Regions from separate parts of the Sus scrofa genome. Here region 2 is linked to region 1. Evidence: chromatin contacts called from public Hi-C data. All regions are on one chromosome and are shown on one strand. Each heading gives the region's core, a stretch centred on a gene start, on an enhancer-like site or on the middle of the called end of the contact. The rest is flanking DNA. Distances are from core to core; before and after follow the strand shown. Region 1 overlaps FNBP1 (formin-binding protein 1). Region 2 holds the start of FNBP1 (formin-binding protein 1).

Region 1 (2,869 bases), core at 246-2,745:
TGGAGTGGAGGAGCAATGAGATCCTGCTGTATAGCACTGGGAACCATACCCAGTCACTTGTGATGGAGCACGATGGAGGATGATGCGAGGAAAAGAATATATGTGTGTGTGTGACTGGGTCACTTTGCCGTACCATAGACAATTGACGGAGCACTGTAAACCAACTATAATGGAAAAAATAAAAATCATTTAAAAAAACAGTGATACATTCATACACCAAAATATTAAACACCAATGAAAAGTACCAGCAAATGCAACAATAGTGAATCCCACAGACATAATGAGGAACAAAGGAAGCCAAATACAAACAGTGCATAATAAATGCTCACATTCGTTAAGGTTTAAAAACAGGCACGACTAATCCAGGCTGTCAGAGATCGGAAGAGTGGTCAAACCCTGGAAAAGGCCCTGAGGCTGGTAACTTGCTGTTTCTAGACCTGGGTGCTGGTCCTATGGTCGTATTCCCTCTGAAAATTTGTGGCACTGTACACGAGATCGGTGAACTTTTCTGTATGTATGTAATATTTCTTTTTTCTTTTTTTTTTTTTTTTTTTTTTGGCTACACCCATGGCATTAAAAAACTCCCTGGCCAGGGATCGAACCTGTGCCACAGCAGCGACCCAAGATGCTGCAGCGGCAATGCCAGATCCTTAACCAATTGCGCCACAAGAGCACTCCTACGTTATATTTCAAATTGATAAGTAACACACAGGGAAATCTATTCAGTACTCTGTGATAGCCTATATAGGGAAAGAATCTGAAAAAGAAGGGAGATATATATATAACTGATTCACGTTGCTCTATACCTGCAACGAACACAACATTGTAAATCAACTACACTCCAATAAAAGTTAATTTTTAAGATGTTTTCTGAAAAAAACAAAAAAGCTGCTCCAAAATGCAGCAGGGATCCTTTCAAGAAACCAGATTCTAAAAGCATAACTTGATTTGTAGGCTTACTGTCCTAGGAAAATTAATTTTTTATATTTAAAAACAATTGTTTTTATTGAAGAATAAGCTGATGTGAAAGAAGAAATAGTTCAAGGATTATGCATTTATACTACAAAATGAGAATATTGAATTATCCTTACATCCATTCTGCAGTTAACAGCCAGTCTTTCTCAGTATCAACTTACCTGAGTTGCTTTGCATAGCTGAGTTCAATCTCTGTCCTTTCCTTTACGAATTTGATGTATTTCTCAAGAATATCAATTCCCCACTGTGTGTGTTTTTCTAAGTTGTCAAATTGATCCTGTTAAAAAAAAAAAAGGTGGAGGAGAGCTTGTAATCTTTCTCTGTGATTAGCATAACTCCAACGAACAAGTCTCTCAACAATATATCAGTACCTAGAAAGCAGTTCTAACATTTTTCATGATTTCAACATTACCAAATTTGGTTTGAAAACTGCCTGAGCTATTGACCTCTGACTCGTCCGTTCACGTTCCCTATTCCTGTTAGAAACGTGGTGTTTGGATACAGCTGATGTCCTGACGCAAAGCCAAGTGTCCTCTCCAAGACACCACGGACCGCGAGGTAGAACACACACCCGCGACAACTCAGTCAGCACCTTACCCGTTATCTGAGTTAGCATTCAAGTAAGCTCCCTGAAATCAGAGGCGAGGAACGAGGAGGGAGAAGGGTTACAAAATACCTGCTTTCCTCAAACAAATAAAATGACTCATGACTTTTATTCCAACCTCTGAACAGGCATCAAGCCTACACTTTGTGCCAAGAATGGTGCTTAGGGCTGGGGAACCAAAAAGAAGAGAAATATAATCCTGATGTGTGCAGTGCCTGGAGATTCCTGGTCTGGAAGAATGAGAGCAGGAAGGCAAAGACGGTCCAGGAATCTGGTGGAATGGCCTGGTGGTGGGTGATGGATCTAGAGGGTCCTGGCCTCATCATGCCGAGCCAGGGTGCCTAGACCCTGGCAGGCACAAGTGAGCCACTGAAGGGCTTGGCAAGGGAGTGGCACAACCATAGCTATGTTTAACATCACCAGCAGCTGGAAGTCAGGGGTGTTCAACAGACCAAAGGAGGGGAAGTGGGAACAGAAGGAAGGATGTGACCGACCACGATCAGGTAGAATCAGCTAGTCTTTGTGACTGATTAAATGGGAGGCTGGAAGGGATGTGAAGGAGAGGAGGGTTCGAGGGCAACTCCCTGGCTCTGCGTCCCGTGAGCACCCTGGCGGAGGGAAGGGGCAGCAGTTTGGGTGACGTGACATGTTGAGCGAGGGAGTGACATGTCCAGAATCGAGTTGGAAGCACAGACCTACTCAGAGGTCACGGATGGAGGCTGGTGAGCTGGTGGATCTGAAGGACGAGCCTAGGACCAGAAGCCAAAGGTGAAGAGAGGCTTAGCACGACTTCGGGGAAGAGAATTGGCAGAGGTGGACGGGTGGCTCCTGAAGGGTAATGGCAATGAATAGAGGATGAGGGTTCTAGCCCAGCTCTGGGACTAGAGAAAGGCCACCAAACACCTCAAGGTTTTAGTCAATTGCCTGCAACATGAAGACAGAAGCCCTGCCTAATATCACCAAACTGTCATTAGGATCATGTAAAATGAAAAAGTGCCAGATCAAATATAAAAACAAAGCCATATACGTGGAATCCTAAAAAAATGAAAAAAGAAGGCAGTTCCCTAGTGGCCTAATGATTAAGGATTCGGTGTTGTCACTCCTGTGGCTCTCATTTGATCCCTGGCCTGCGAACGTCTGCATGAACTTATTTACAAAACAGAAATAGGCGCACAGACATAGAAAACAAACTTACGGTCACCAATGGGGGAGGGATAAATTAGGGTTTGGAATTAATATAGACGCTTTACCAAATATAAAGCAGATTACCAGCAAGGACTCCTGTGTAGC
Region 2 (2,985 bases), core at 37-2,536, 49 kb after region 1:
CTCAGGAATCCAGAGGAAGGCAGGGAAATCAGCTCCATTCCACAAGCCACAGCCTCTCTTCCCCAAGGATGATGGCCTTGGCATCCTCTGCTCGCCCTGGTGCGGGGAGTGCATCTACTTGTTTATCCACCCGCAGCCCAGGTTAAGGAACCCCGCGGGGCGCTCCTCCGCGCCAGCCTACCCCATTTTGGACGCTCTCCTCCCAGCAGCTAAAAAATGGAAAATTTACCCCGTGAATGCCCCTTCCGAAAGGTGATAACACAAGATCTCCCTCTAACTCCGACTACTCTCCCCTCTCCAGGCCAAACGCCGCAGTCCCCACATCAAATCCAGGATCTGAGCGGCCCCTCAAAGAACCACAAGTGCACCCCAAACCATCACAGGTCAAAAGTCCTCGCCACCAAAGGGGAGACACCAGTCGCTCGTCCCTGCGCCCCCAAACCCAAGACCTCGCACCCAGACCCGCCAGGGCCGCCCCGCCCCCCCGGGGGAGCGCCCGACCCGCCAGCACCTCCACGGAGAGAAAGCAGCCCTCGGATTTCGGCGCTGGGCGCCCAGTGCCCAGCGCAGTCCTGAAAATCCCCGGGCCTCCACGCCCCCCATCGAGGTCGGTCCGCGGCGCGTCGGTTACTCGCTCCGGGGGATTAAGGCTCTTCCCGATACACACCCCTGGCCTCGGGGCGCCAGAGAGACGGAGTCCTGCCGGCGCCCCCGCTCAGGCCGCAGGGGCACCCAGATGCGCGCCCCGCGCTCGAGCAGCAGGGGACCCACACCAGCGCCCCGCACCTCCGAAGGGCGAATCTGGCTCGCACCCCTTGCTCGAGCCAAGGCCGACGAGAGGCACCCGGTCCCGCGCTTCCCCCCAGGCCGCGGGGACCCCGACCAGCGCGCGGTCGCCCCCACCCGGGCAGCCGGGCCCGCGCCCCCAGCCCAGGCGCGCCAGGCACCTTCCCTCGCCGCCCGGCGGGCCCAGCCCCTCACTCACCCAGAGCTCGGTGCCCCAGCTCATGGTGCAGGGGGCGGGAAGGGGCGCGCCGCGCGGCAGGCGCGGCTCTCCGGTCCCGCTCCCCGGCGATCCCTTCGCCCCTGGAGATCCCCGCGATCGAGGAAAGCCCGTGCCCGCGCCGCCGCCGCCTCCTCCGGCTCGCCGCTCCTCGGCTCGGGTCTCCTCGGCGGCTCCTCCTCCCCGTCTCTCCTCAGCAAAATGGCCCGAGGAAGCAGCAGCCGCGGTCGCCGCAGCGCCCGCCCGCCCTACACCGGGAGAGCGAGGGGAGGGGGAGGGGGAGGGGAGGGAGGGGCGGCCGGGGCGGGGCTGCGCGCCGGGGGCGGGGCCGGCCTGACAGCTCGCGCACGCGCGCGCCCCGCCCCCGCCCCCGGCCCAGCCTCCCTCCGGGCGCCCTCCGCCCCGCCCGCGTAGCCCGGGGGTCCGGAAGGCCTCGGAGGGAGGTGGGAGGGCTGCCGGGACCTGGGACCCCGGGGCTCCCCCCGCCGGGTTTTGTTCATTATTATTGCTTATTAGCAGCCACCCTCTTGCTCCTAGGACAACCACCCGCCTTTGAACGTAGCCGGCCCCTGTTATTAAGGGTGCTCTGCCGAGGCCTGAGGTTGCTCCCCTGCGTCGAGGGCCGCTTTGGATTTAAGGACAATACTTTTCCCTGGCAGCCATTTACACCGACCAGAGTTCGCTCGGGATGGTCTTTGCCCCCGCCTGGGAACCGTGGAGGCCCGAGGAGCCCTGCAGCCTTGCGCGGTGGGAGTGGGGCCTGGGAGTGGGGCGATGTCTGTGCTGCACAGAGAGGGATGTCGAGGCAAAGAGCGACCCAGCCGCTTCGAGTGGCCAGGGAAGGGATCCAGGGGCGCGGAACCGGTGATTTCTAATCTCCGAAACCAGTGATTTCCAACTTGTTCTGCCAAGAAACTCTCAGACTCAGACGTGAAATCACGTTGCCACTTAGTGGGTAAAAGGAAAGGCGCTGGGTCCACAGATAATGTGTTTGGTTCCAATCCAGCCTCCGGCACTTACTGGCTGGATGGCCTCGGGCAATGCCTCCACCTCTCCTGAAAGCTCAGATGGACGGAATGACAGAGCCATGTCACTGTGTGGTGACAAGGATCAAGGAAAGAGCACCTGATACCTGGCCCGTGGTTGGTAAGCTGAGAGCTAATTTCTAGGGAGGTACTGACTCCCTTTCTCCGTATCCCGAGGGTCCACACATTATTACATTCCCCACAAGCTATGGAGAACTGGGTTCCAACTCCTTCCTCTGAATCCGTAGGCCCTTTCTCCCCAGTTTTCTTTCTCCCACAGCCAATGCTACCAACTTTTCTGAATAACCGTCGACTCTAAACTGGGCCCCATTTTAGAAATATTTCACGGGGATGCTTCTCTTCAATCCCACCACCCTCAGACTCGGCTAGCTTGTCATACTCCAGGAGAGAGTGGAGCAAGGGTGGTTTTCCTCCTCTTGCAGATAAACCAAGTCGGCTTCCTTTGTTGGACAGAATTACAATCAATTTAAACTGTCAGAACTGTTTTGGTCTGTCTTTTTTCAGTTACAAGTTCCCTCCACCCCTCATTTTTAGTGTGTGTGTTTACATATTTTGTTCTTACAGTTACCAGGTCTGGGAAATCTACTCCAAGCCTGTTAGATATATGTAACCATCAGAATCATCAACCAGAGTTCCCGTCGTGGTTCAGTGGACATGAATCTGACCAGCATCCATGAGGATGCAAGTTCGATCCATGGCCTCGCTCAGTGGGTTGAGGATCTGACATTGCCGTGAGCTGTGGTGTAGGTCACAGACGAGGCTCAGATCTGGCGTCGCTGTGGCTGTGGTGTAGGCCAGCGGCTACAGCTACGATTGGACGCCTAGCCTGAGAACCTCCATATGCCACAGGTGCAGCCCTAAAATAAAAACACCAACCACTTACCTCCCAGGTAAACTAATAGCCAGGGTGAGATGGAGGGGTTAGAAATTCAAACA

The links. A called contact is a pair of places that touch in the nucleus more often than the background predicts.
Region 2: a Hi-C map of liver shows a contact between it and region 1, with 1.4 times the contacts expected there. The contact joins the promoter of FNBP1 here to the enhancer-like site in region 1. A contact is called at or near these places in 2 of 5 promoter capture datasets (both in liver), 3 of 47 Hi-C or Micro-C datasets (liver and skeletal muscle) and 1 of 2 datasets of contacts at active chromatin or transcription factors (alveolar macrophages).

What each region holds. Positions count from the first base shown.
Region 1 is chr1:270,130,081-270,132,949 of Sscrofa11.1, forward strand. It overlaps FNBP1 (formin-binding protein 1), which reads right to left. Exons shown (of 18, transcript XM_021070148.1): 2 at 1,137-1,252. Among named protein-coding and RNA genes, the nearest start is that of FNBP1, 49 kb to the right of the region's middle. Within about 2 kb of position 1,496, at least 5 of the 83 cell types and tissues checked have an H3K27ac peak or open chromatin away from gene starts, as enhancers often do. A contact at or near this core is called in liver, where this site is marked.
Region 2 is chr1:270,178,926-270,181,910 of Sscrofa11.1, forward strand. It overlaps FNBP1 (formin-binding protein 1), which reads right to left and starts at 1,287. Exons shown (of 18, transcript XM_021070148.1): 1 at 986-1,287. The coding sequence starts at 1,009. LOC110256408 (a long non-coding RNA gene) reads left to right here and starts at 1,380. Exons shown (of 2, transcript XR_002337858.1): 1 at 1,380-2,149.